2 separate regions of the Gasterosteus aculeatus genome follow, and region 2 is linked to region 1. A link is a contact called in public Hi-C data. All regions are on one chromosome and are shown on one strand. Each heading gives the region's core, a stretch centred on a gene start, on an enhancer-like site or on the middle of the called end of the contact. The rest is flanking DNA. Distances are from core to core; before and after follow the strand shown. Region 1 holds the start of zfhx4 (zinc finger homeobox 4). Region 2 overlaps zfhx4 (zinc finger homeobox 4).

Region 1 (5,368 bases), core at 342-2,841:
TCCTCCACCTTGTTTGCTCGCCACAACAGTTGGTCCTCTTCGGGAGCGATATCTCGGCCGCAGCTGCCCCGCCTGCGTCTGGGTAAAGTCTTTACAGTCAGGGGCGATCGATGGCTCTTATCAAATAAACAGAGTGGCACCGGCGGCCGCACGGACCCCCGAAACCTCCACCCCCACCCTCATGCTCCTGTCTCCTAATCTCACCCCCCCTCATCCCAACCCAACCCACCTCCTCCCTGCTCGAGAGCCCTAGCAGCTGTGGTCCCGTGTAAATTTTACATGATTGGCACCTCTTTATTTTACCCCCCCCCCCCCCTCCACCTGTCTCCATCCCCCTGTTCCCTGCCCCTCTCCATATCGTATCATGTTGCATATTAATGCGCAGTTTATGCAACATCTCATCCGACAGGGAGCACGCGCTCTTCTGGGGAATCTGCATATACCTGATTGCCTGAAAGTGCTTGATTGTTGCGATGTGATGCTGAAATGTGATATTTGGATATGTGGAGACAAAGTGTGTGGGGGGGAGAGGAGGGGGGGCGCTTCCCCTTGACCCTTGAAATGTAACGTATTCCCGTGCGGCCCCGTTTGATTGGGGCTATTTTCTGTCTAATTGTTGTCATCAGGAGTCGCGCTATCACTCCGCATCTGGAAGCACTTTGACGTCCAAGTCAGTGGTTCTCGAAAGTGCGGTTCAAGAATCGTCGAAAGGACCCCCCCCCCCCCCCCCCCCCATATAGAACTGTTTAATTTTTACCGTGATTTTATTAACATACAATTATTCCAATTAGAAAGCACGTGTCTGAATGGAGGTTTCAGATGTACGCGTCACACGTACAGCAGGTTTACAATGTGAGTCTAAATTGACCAAAAAAACAAAAACATGTTGGGGTCCCGGAGATAGAATCTAATTAAACGGGGACCCTTGGCTTAAGGTGTGTCCATTCGGGGGTCCTTGACATGAACATGCTGGAGAAGCCCTGATCTAAGTGACTGAGGCAAAGGGGTTGAATTGACAGTCTTTGTTTCTTTTTTCCCTTCTCTGCCCCCCCCCCCCCCCCCCACCTCTCTGTCTCTCTCTCTCAACCTCTCTCTATTTCTGCGTAACCCCCCCCCCCCCCCCCCCCTCTCCTTTAAAGGGAACGGAAGAGTGGGCTGATACTGGTCTCATGTTGCGTATAGATTTTCGTTTATATAATCGATCGAAATGTCCCAATACATTGATTTCGGGTTCAGTGTTTTACAAACAAGCGTTTATGGGTCTCGATTTTATGTTAGGGATGATTCCAGTGTGACACCGATGCGCAGAGAAGCTGGAGTTGTTGGTTTTTAAATACGTTATGAATATACATACAAATACATATATTCCTATATACATTATTTAATGTATTAAAAAATATATACAAAAACTGAATCGGGGTGGGGGAGAGCAAAGAAGAAGAAAAGCGGGGGTGAGGGGGGGGGGGACACAATATTGTGCTGTCTCTCTCCTTAATCAAATAAAGTGGTGTAAAAAACACACACACACAAAAGCATTTCCTTCCCTCTGAATTTCTCCTTGAATTATATGCCATCACTAGTGTGTGTGATTGCGGAATATTAAATTAAAGTGGGATAAGTCCGCACCGAGGCGGGCTGCGTCCAATCCGCAACTCATTTCCCCTGTTGTAGCACCGCATCACTGCGCTCCTCTCTTTTCAATGACAATGTGCCAAATCTGGGCATTTTGAAAACACTTTCCATATGCTATTATCGGATCGCTACTGAGCAAGAGAAAGACAGAAAAGAAGGAAAACGGAATGTTTTATACCAAAGGTACCGAGAATCTACGTTTTTATGTGTCATCTCTTTCAATGGCTTATTATACTTTATGCTTTTTGGGGGAGATTTAAAAGAGGTAAGAGGAGGAAAATTTGAAGTTTTTTTTATTTTTTACAACGATTGCATATTTATTGGAGCGCTGGTGTTTGGCTTTAGGGCTGGAAGTGAAAACGTCGAGAGAGTTTATGTTGAGCATATATGGGCAAAAACTTAATTTGGTTTCATTGTTTTTTTTACCATGTTTTCCTCGTTTTATTTGCTAAAGAGGGGGTCGTTTTTGCTCACATCTCTCTGGAGTGTTTGTCAGCAAACAAGTAGGTGGCTTTTATAAGACGTTGATTTCGTTGAAATCACAGAAAACAGTGATCTCTTTTGGATTTATTTGCAATTACTTGATTTTGCGAGTCTTCGCCTTAATTTAACGCAGGTGTCAACTTACAAGGGACATCACATTCCGACAATTATGTCTCTATTATTTATTTTATCGCGCTGAAAAATATAATTGTTGTTATTGACTTTTTGGAAATACATATTTCCAAGTCCATTCTTTTATGGTTAAATTATGCTGAAGTCTTTTGTCGGTGGCAGACGTCTAAAGAGTTGCGCGTAACTTCTTATTGGCCGTTTTTGTGGAATTTTGCGAAGCTTATTTTGGGCATGTGTTTGCTGTTACGAGAGTGGGCCAGTGGGTCACTGTGGCACGTCGCGGGTCAGAGCTGTGGGCTTTTGCGTGTTTTTTGTGTGTGTCCTGAGGAGGCAGAGGGGTCAGCCAATGCAGCCCCATGAGGGCGCCGACGCACAGGACAAACAAGCTCCGTAGGCACACGCCGAGACCACTGACCAGGTGACCGTCTCTGGCAAATACGACTAAGAGCAAAATCATTTACTAAATTATTACTATTTGTTTAAATTATAACAGAATCTAACGTCGAATTAATTCTGATTTTTCGGGTTAATTTCCGACAGTGGGCCTATATATCGATTGTTGCGCGATGGTTCCGTCCCATGTGTGCCAAGGTGAATTTCTCCCGACGATTCAAAGGTATTGATCGGCTCAAGTGGCATCAGATCTTTGTGGGCTCGATGCTACCTTTCATACGTCTGGGTGCATTATACAATAAAACAAAACGTCTTTAACCACACGATCATTTAAAAAGGATTTTTAGTTGCTGTCGTCCTGTGCTTTGTTTTCAGGGATGCCACTTCGACACGTATTTGCTTTACACAAATTACTCGCACGCTCGCGCGCACACGCAGACACACACATATATATACACACACACACACATACACAAGCAGTCACACACAGACACCAGACCGGAGTTTAGAGATAAACATCTATAATTAACTGAGGATGCGGCTGATATGGAAATGGGGCGAAATATTAGTTAACGCGGTCTATTGTCAAGCGGTCCTGCGGAGAAAGAGCATCGTCTGCGGGGAGAGAGGGAGGGTGGAGACCGGGGGGGCGGAGGGGGTGGTGGTGGGGGGGGGGGGGTTACAACATGCAGGAGGTTAAGATAAGCGGCAGCCCGATATCAGTTCGCCAAATCCGCTTTGTACTTTCTCTTTTTCTCACTGAAAACAAATTAAATAGCAAAAGCAACTCCGTTGGTTGCACATTTAACCCGAGAGAGAGAGAGACGGTAATTAGTATCCATTCACAGAAATGGTACAACAACAACAACATCTCGTTGAATTTGGTGTACAGAAGTGCTCCGTTTACGATGCACGAAGTCGCAAATGACAAATCCACTCCAAGTCCACTCCGCGCGGCTCTCAGGGGCTCGACGCACGGACCCGGTGGACTTTCTTTTTTTTGTTGCGCGTCCGCGGCAGCAGCGGGTCGACTCGGCTCTCCACGCCCGTCTGTGAGCGACGCCTCCCGCGGCTGACAGGCTAGAAAAGCCCCCCTGGAGGACAGGGAGGCAGCTGCAGCGGCAGCGGCAGCAGCAGCAGCAGCAGGAGCCTTGGATCCGGGTGAAAAGTGACGCCTCTGTTCCTCACCTCGACCCACCCGCCCCTCTTTTGTCAGTAACCTTCTATAAACTCACGCATAAACAGCCCCGGGTCGGACTCGGATCTCTTGTCTTCTCAAGGATCCAGTTGGTGTGGGTGCAGTCCGGTCCATGTGGCTGTAAAAGTAGACCTATGGTAGTTCACTTGCCAGCAGCAGCCTTATCGTCACATCCCGAAGCCCCGGCTCATGCAGTTCAATTCACCCCCAGCTTCGATTTTTTTTTTTCCCCCATGAAGGCGAACAAGATCTCTTGATTTTCTCCCCGATTGAGAATGTGTAAAGTCTTCTTCTTGCCCAAAAGCCACTATTAAGAAACCTTAGGGGGAAACACGCAGTAAACGGTTTGCATTGAAAGGATAGCGCAGCGATGCACTTTGTAAGGACACTAAATGTAAACGCCATGTGAATGGAGCTTTGAATACAGAGGGGGATTTCTGTGTGTGTGACCCTGTATTGGATTTTTGCAGTTTGGCTCTATTGAACCCACTCGGGGCCTCGGCGATGACTGTACAATGCGCGGTGGATTACAGTGATGCTTTGTGGGCTTTGATTTGTTCTTTTAGCTTGGACGTTTATATGTGACATACATGCAACAGATCGAATACAGCGTACTCAACCTAAGAAAAATACAACAAACATCATTTTTTAGAGAATACAATACAAAGCCCAAACTTCCCACCCACGTGTAAATTAGTTGCGTGAATGCTGCTGGTGCACACATTATGGTACTTGTGAAATGTATTATATTCTATGTAAAGGCCCGTTGTAATGCGCAACAATACGTTGGTGTGCTTTTGATCCCCCTCCCTACAATGATTTTTTTATTTTTTATTTTGAGACACATTGCTGATAAAACGTCTTGAATAAATGTTACAAACGTAATGGGAAGTCAATTTGTAGCGTCCTCGGAATTGTTCATATTCATCCCAATTCACAATACACTTTATTCTTTGAATCTTAGTAAAAGTAATGCGCCCGTGGTGTCATAATCAATGCAATCGATGCAATACACAACTGAGCGTCACGGGCGGAACAAAATACTAATCATGTATTTGCTAAATCGAGAATCGAGTAAAACTGCTCATGCGCCTCCGCACAGAAATACCCGTCTGCAAAACTCGCCTTTGCAACAAAAAAAAAGATGAATTCTAGGTAGTACTTGTAAGTATTTCCAGCCGGTTTGGTGTGCAGGAAGCGGTTGTCCATTGTTCTACATGTGATTTGGCCATAGAGAGAAACCATACAAAAGGATTTTCTTTCTGTGTGGTTCTGCGCGCATAGACCTATACGGCCGCCAGGGCTCCGTGTGCGCGTCATTTGCAATGTGGAGACTGTTGATCAACTCACTAATTACACTTCTCTCCTCTCTCTCCCTCCCTCCCCGTCCCTCTTTTGCTCCCTCCCTCTCTCGCTCTCCCCCTCTCTCTCTCTCTCTCTCTCTCTCTCTCTCTCTCTCTCTCTCTCTCTCTCTCTCTCTCTCTCTCTCTCTCTCTCTCATTCGCCCCCTCTCTCTCTCTCTGTCTCTCT
Region 2 (5,516 bases), core at 1,501-4,000, 58 kb after region 1:
TGTATTTGCAATTAAAGAATCATTAATATCATATCCCCCTCCGCCACCCGGTGCTCACAGCGCTGGAAACGGAACCCTTCTCAACATGAAACAACGTTTTTTTTGTCTGCGCAGCAAGCGAGGCACAGCAAGCTTTTAATCTTGGCAATGTTTATTCATATGATTTTTTCTTTGAGTAATAGGTGTTGTAAGTAAGTCGCCTGCCAGACAGCGGTGCGGGCAATTTGAGCAAAAGAAAATTCAACAAAGTGTCTGCGGGGAAGTCGTAATTGACAACAACAAAGCAAATTTGGTAAAGTGCTGATACCAGCATTTATTTCACACCAAAGTCATTTTTTCAGCTTATTCCGTCAGTTCAACTTATTGACATTCACACCAGGAGCGTGTTAAATGTGACAATCCTATTGTCTGCCTTTCAGTCGACCCGCGACAATAGATCTGTTTTTTTTTTTTTTTTGCCGTTGTAATAAGTTCTCGTGTGTTTTAAGCAATACGAGGGTGGGTGTGGGCGGATTGGAGCGTGTGCATGGAAACACGTGTGTTTGCTTGTCCTGGTGTGTGTGTCGGTGTGTCGGTGTGTTTACATGTTAGCATGTGGGCTGTGGGCCTCTGTGCATGAAATACATGTGGGAGTTAATGTGTGTTATGTGCTGAGGGATTCGTGTGTAGGTGTGTGTGAGCGAGTGCAGGTGTGTGTGTGTGTGTGTGCGCTCGTGTCAGTTACTCCCAGGCCCTGTGCAGGAGCTGTAGCCCCTCTCCGCTGGGTTGATGTTTAGTATTTTAGACATGCTACATTAACAACATCTGGTTAAGATCTAAATGCTTGTTAAACGCGCTTAAATTTGTGGGGGGAAAGTACAGGGAGAACGAGGGGAGAGAGAGAGAGAGGGAGGGAGAGAGAGAGGGAGAGTAGGGTAAATAAAGATTTGAGGGTGAGAGGACGGGAGGGAGGGAGATCTGTAAGTCTGTAAGGTTATTACCCTAGCAGTATTACCACTGGCCCTTGACTGCGTGCGTGTGTGTGTGTGTGTGTGTGTGTGTGTGTGTGCGTGTGCGTGTGCATGGCTGTGTGGGAGGGTGTAATGTTTCAAAGCTTTCCCCTTTTAAAACCTAGAAGCTAAACTAGAGCCACGCGCAGCGCAGGAATGTGACATCACAGGGCCCCTATTCCTTGTGTAAAGACACGCACGCACGCACACACACACACACACACACGTGGTCTCGTGGTCTCACAGGGGACACGACCAGAGTTGTAAGAAGAAATCAGCATCAACATCGTGGCTAAGTGGGGGAGACATGGCAGTCATGGGTGTTACGCAAAACATTAATACTGCACTACCACCACTGATACATCTGACATATACCTCTATCAGGCCTTTATAAGTATTTTTAGACAACAGAACACATACCATTGTAGCACTGAGAGTCTTAACAGCTGCACAGTAATGGCTTCTCAGTCTAGTAGGTAAAGCATTTCATTTCATTTCTCATAATATTTTCTTTGGCAACAATTACCTTTTGACTTGATGCTCTGCTTCATAGCGTCCGGGATTTAAGATCAACAATAATGTAAAAAAAAAAGAATATATATATATATAGTATTTTTAATACTCTTTTACCCCTTTAATGAGCACTATCCAAGGCCTGAGGAGGCAAATTAGAGGCGGCCCGGCCCAGCTAATGAATTCAGCCATCTTGGTGCCTCCGTGTCCGGTTCCTCCGTGTGGCATCGCTCTGCGCTCGTGTGCCGTACGGCTGAGTCCTCCACCGGGCACATAATGACCCGGCATGGCGGTTATGGGCCCTTAGGGGGAGATGGGAAAGGGAGCGAGTGGTCTCAGAGCAGGTCATTATACAGCTAGAGGGCACACACACACACACACACTTTCAATACATCCTCCATTGCCTCCATCTCCCATATGTCTACTCTTCCATTCTTTCCTTCCAAACATCTCTTTCTATAAATCTGTCTTCACATCCTCCTGTGCCTGTCTGTCAAAACTTGTTTTGCTATTTTATTTTCGACTGTGATTTTTGTAGTCAATGTGAGGTTTTTTTTTTTAAGAAATAATTTGGAACACAATTTGCTCAGACGTCGTGTGAACAAAATATGTTGTGTTTGGGGATCTTTGGCATTTGGCTTGCAATTAATGGGCCAATCTAAACCCAAAAAGCATAGTGGGGCTGTATCCTTGATCAAGACTCACTTAATTATTCTTCCTCTCTAACGGTTAAATATAGGCTGTTGGTTGCAGGGTAATCGGACCCAGGGTCTGTGGTTAACTCGAGCTCACCGGCCGGCTTTAATGTTCCGACCGACCCACATCAAAGGGAGTCCCACCAGGCTGCCAAAATCACACACCCTACACAGCCTGACCAAATCCCAGTGTGTGTGTGTATGTGTGTGCGCGCACACAAGGCAGTGGAAGGTGACTGCGAAAGTTTTTGCTCCGTGCGTCCTCTGGTAACAATTAAGTTGATGGTTAAGAGTCCATGCTGCAGAACCCTCTCCTAAGCTCCCTCACACACACACACACACACACGCTGGCACATGACAACTCACATGCAAACACATGCAGTTGCTGTCTCACTCGCTTGATCAATGGCACACATCCACACACAGACACACTCAAACCCGCGCGCGCACACACGCGCACCAACGTACACATTGGGCTGGTGTGTAACTGTCAGGGTCAGTCAGAGGGCAGACGCTGTGCTGATGTATTGAGAAAGCTCGTCTGGGAATGTCCTCAGTGTGGAAACACATTCCCCGTATGCACGCACACACTCACACACACACACACACACTCGCTCACCACAGATCTAACCGGCAAGAAGGGGAAAGGAGTGAGAAAAAAAAACACTGATGAGGCCCAGATGATCACCCCTCCTTTCCTCTTTCTTTTTCTCTTTCTTTACCCACCCCTTACCCCCTCATTCCTCCCTCTCTTCGTCTCTGTTCATTGTCTCTTTTTCCTCTGGTCTCCTATCTAGCTACAGGTAGACTGCCCCCTAGAGGTTAGGAAAGACACAGGTTTAGTTACCTCATGATCGAGGACTGGCTTCGTCTGTGATATTGCCGACATGTAATGCGCCATAGCTTCCAAACATCAATCAGTATCACTCAATTATACATGTGTACAATAAACCTGTTTAAAAAAAAGCAGGTTGGTTCAGATCCAAGCAATTATATTTCTACTTTTACAAACATTTGGTGCAGTGAAGGACTGAAAGCAGACAATGACAAAAGAATATTTCTCATTTGAGACATTGTCGTGACGTTGCAGTATGTGGGATCTTCAAGAGCTTTTTTTTGTTTTGTTTTGACCCTTTGCCCTCCCCTTCTTTTCTTTCTCTTTCGCTCTGTGAAACACGCTGTTTGATTTGGGCCATTTGCTTTTCTCTGGCATTGAACAAAAGTCAAGTACAGAGAAAAGATAAACCAATGATGAAAGGCTTTCAAAAGCACTACACACAGCAATATTTACACACACACACACACACACACACACACACACACACACACACACCCATACACACGCACACTCTCATGCTTCCTCTTTTCCTCTATATGAAGGTGGGGTGAATTAAAATACAAAGATGGACGCCGCTGCACCGGCAGTGAAAATTGCAATTTCTGCAGCCGGGGCTCTCCTGGCTGACAGGAGATATTTCATCCCCGTTGTCACCAACGTATTAATAAAACATCAGGAGCAGAGTGCAGTCCCAGTCCCTCACACACGCACGCACACACACACACACACACACACACATGCACCTTGAGATAGACCCTGTGTACGCATGCAAAATGTGCACACCACTCACAGACATGTGCGAATGCAAAAATACAGCAGCGTTCATGTATATGAACACAAACACACACACACACACAACCGCAGTCCTCCCCTTCAATCACATGCCAGCATCTGCCATGAACATTTCATGCTGTATATAATGTCCACTTAATGTGTTGGCGCTTAAAGCAGCGGCGCCAGGCCTTAGTCTATGTGTCCGTCCGTGTGTGTGTGTGTGTGTGTGTGTGTCTTTTGCTGTCAATGTGTGCGTGCGCTGTTGGAGAAAGGGTTAATCATATCATGTTTCCGAGGGGGGGTTTCGCAGAGCCCTCGTGCTCGTCATACAATGCCCAAAGTGATTGTATGCAAATGCAAGCTGACCCCAATGCACCCTTTGCCTGATTTCTATGAAAATGACTCCATGCAAGGTGCGTGTGAGTGTGTGTGTGTGTGTGTGTGTGTGTGTGTGTGTGTGTGTGTGTGTGTGTGTGTGTGTGTACTTATTAAGGCAGTGCAGGATTGATGAGTCCAGCTCTTCTACACACTCTCCCACAAACACACACTCTCGCAGACACCCGTTTCATTCTCTGGCAGAGTGAGGGGTTTGTGGTGAAATAGACCCCCCTCCTCCCTTCCCCCGCTTAGAAGACTTGAAATTTTTAACGGTTTGCTCGGTGTGTGTGTCTGTGTGTGTGTGTGAGTGAGAATATGATACCGCGTGTGTATGATTTGACGCCTGTGTGCAAGTGTTTCTGTTTGATTTTGCATTTGGGTGTGCTGCCCTGAGAGGAGGGTTCTGTGTGTGTGTGTGTGTGTGTGTGTGTGTGTGTGTGTGTGTGTGTGCTGAATGTGCGCATGCCTGGTTATCTGGCCTCTCTCAGACTGCTCAAAATTCATTACAAAGTGACATCAGCCCAGCCGGAGACAAATGATGGCTGGATGAAAGGGAGCGCTGGGGCTCGGCTAGGATTAGTGTTAGCTTGCGCTGGCGACACATATACACCCATACACACAAGGCGCACATGCATGCACACGCACGCACACACACGCACACACACACACAGACACACACACACTTTAATCCACTGGCAGAACACTGCAGATATACAGAATTATCAAACAAGGGGCTGAACTCTCGGAGATGGGCAGGCTAATCTGCTAATAGTACAGAGCTGCACGAGTGCGTGTGGGTTTGTGGGTCTGTGCGTGTATGCATGCACAAATATTTACAGAGGTAACAGAAATACATTGACACAATATCTTCTCACGGCACAGAAGTGAATCTACACAATCACTTCATGGAATAGTGTGGGCGATATTCATATCACTATTCTTTTTCACGTCTTTGAGAAAGTAGAAAATATAGCTTCCATTGCAGGTTTTACATTAAATCAGTAACCTTTCCTCTTTTTTTTCTTTGTTGTAAAATAATATAAACACTTTTCTAATGAAATGAAATTTCTTTTACAATTAATTTTAAAATCAGAAACAGCAAAAATATTTCACATTCATTTAAAAAGACTTAAAAAGATCTACAATTAAACGATGTGTGTTGAAGTCTTAAAATACATTAAAATACCATTATATATTCTTTCTAAAGAATATATAATGGTATTTTAATGTACCAAAATGACTGAAACTGTTCAGAGATATAATGTTGTCACGCAACTTCCCTGCTTAGGTGTATTATGTTTCACCCACAAAAAGTGGCGTCACTGGGCT

What was found. Hi-C and Micro-C count contacts between places; a contact is called where the count stands out from the background.
Region 2: a Hi-C map of tail fin shows a contact between it and region 1, with 1.8 times the contacts expected there. The contact joins the enhancer-like site here to the promoter of zfhx4 in region 1. A contact is called at or near these places in 4 of 6 Hi-C or Micro-C datasets (skeletal muscle, tail fin and whole body).

What each region holds. Positions count from the first base shown.
Region 1 is chr21:12,395,477-12,400,844 of fGasAcu3.hap1.1, forward strand. It overlaps zfhx4 (zinc finger homeobox 4), which reads left to right and starts at 1,592. Exons shown (of 12, transcript XM_040166738.2): 1 at 1,592-1,815.
Region 2 is chr21:12,452,436-12,457,951 of fGasAcu3.hap1.1, forward strand. All of the region lies in intron 6 of zfhx4 (zinc finger homeobox 4), which reads left to right. Among protein-coding and RNA genes, the nearest start is that of pex2, 43 kb to the right of the region's middle. Within about 2 kb of position 2,751, at least 2 of the 9 cell types and tissues checked have open chromatin away from gene starts, as enhancers often do.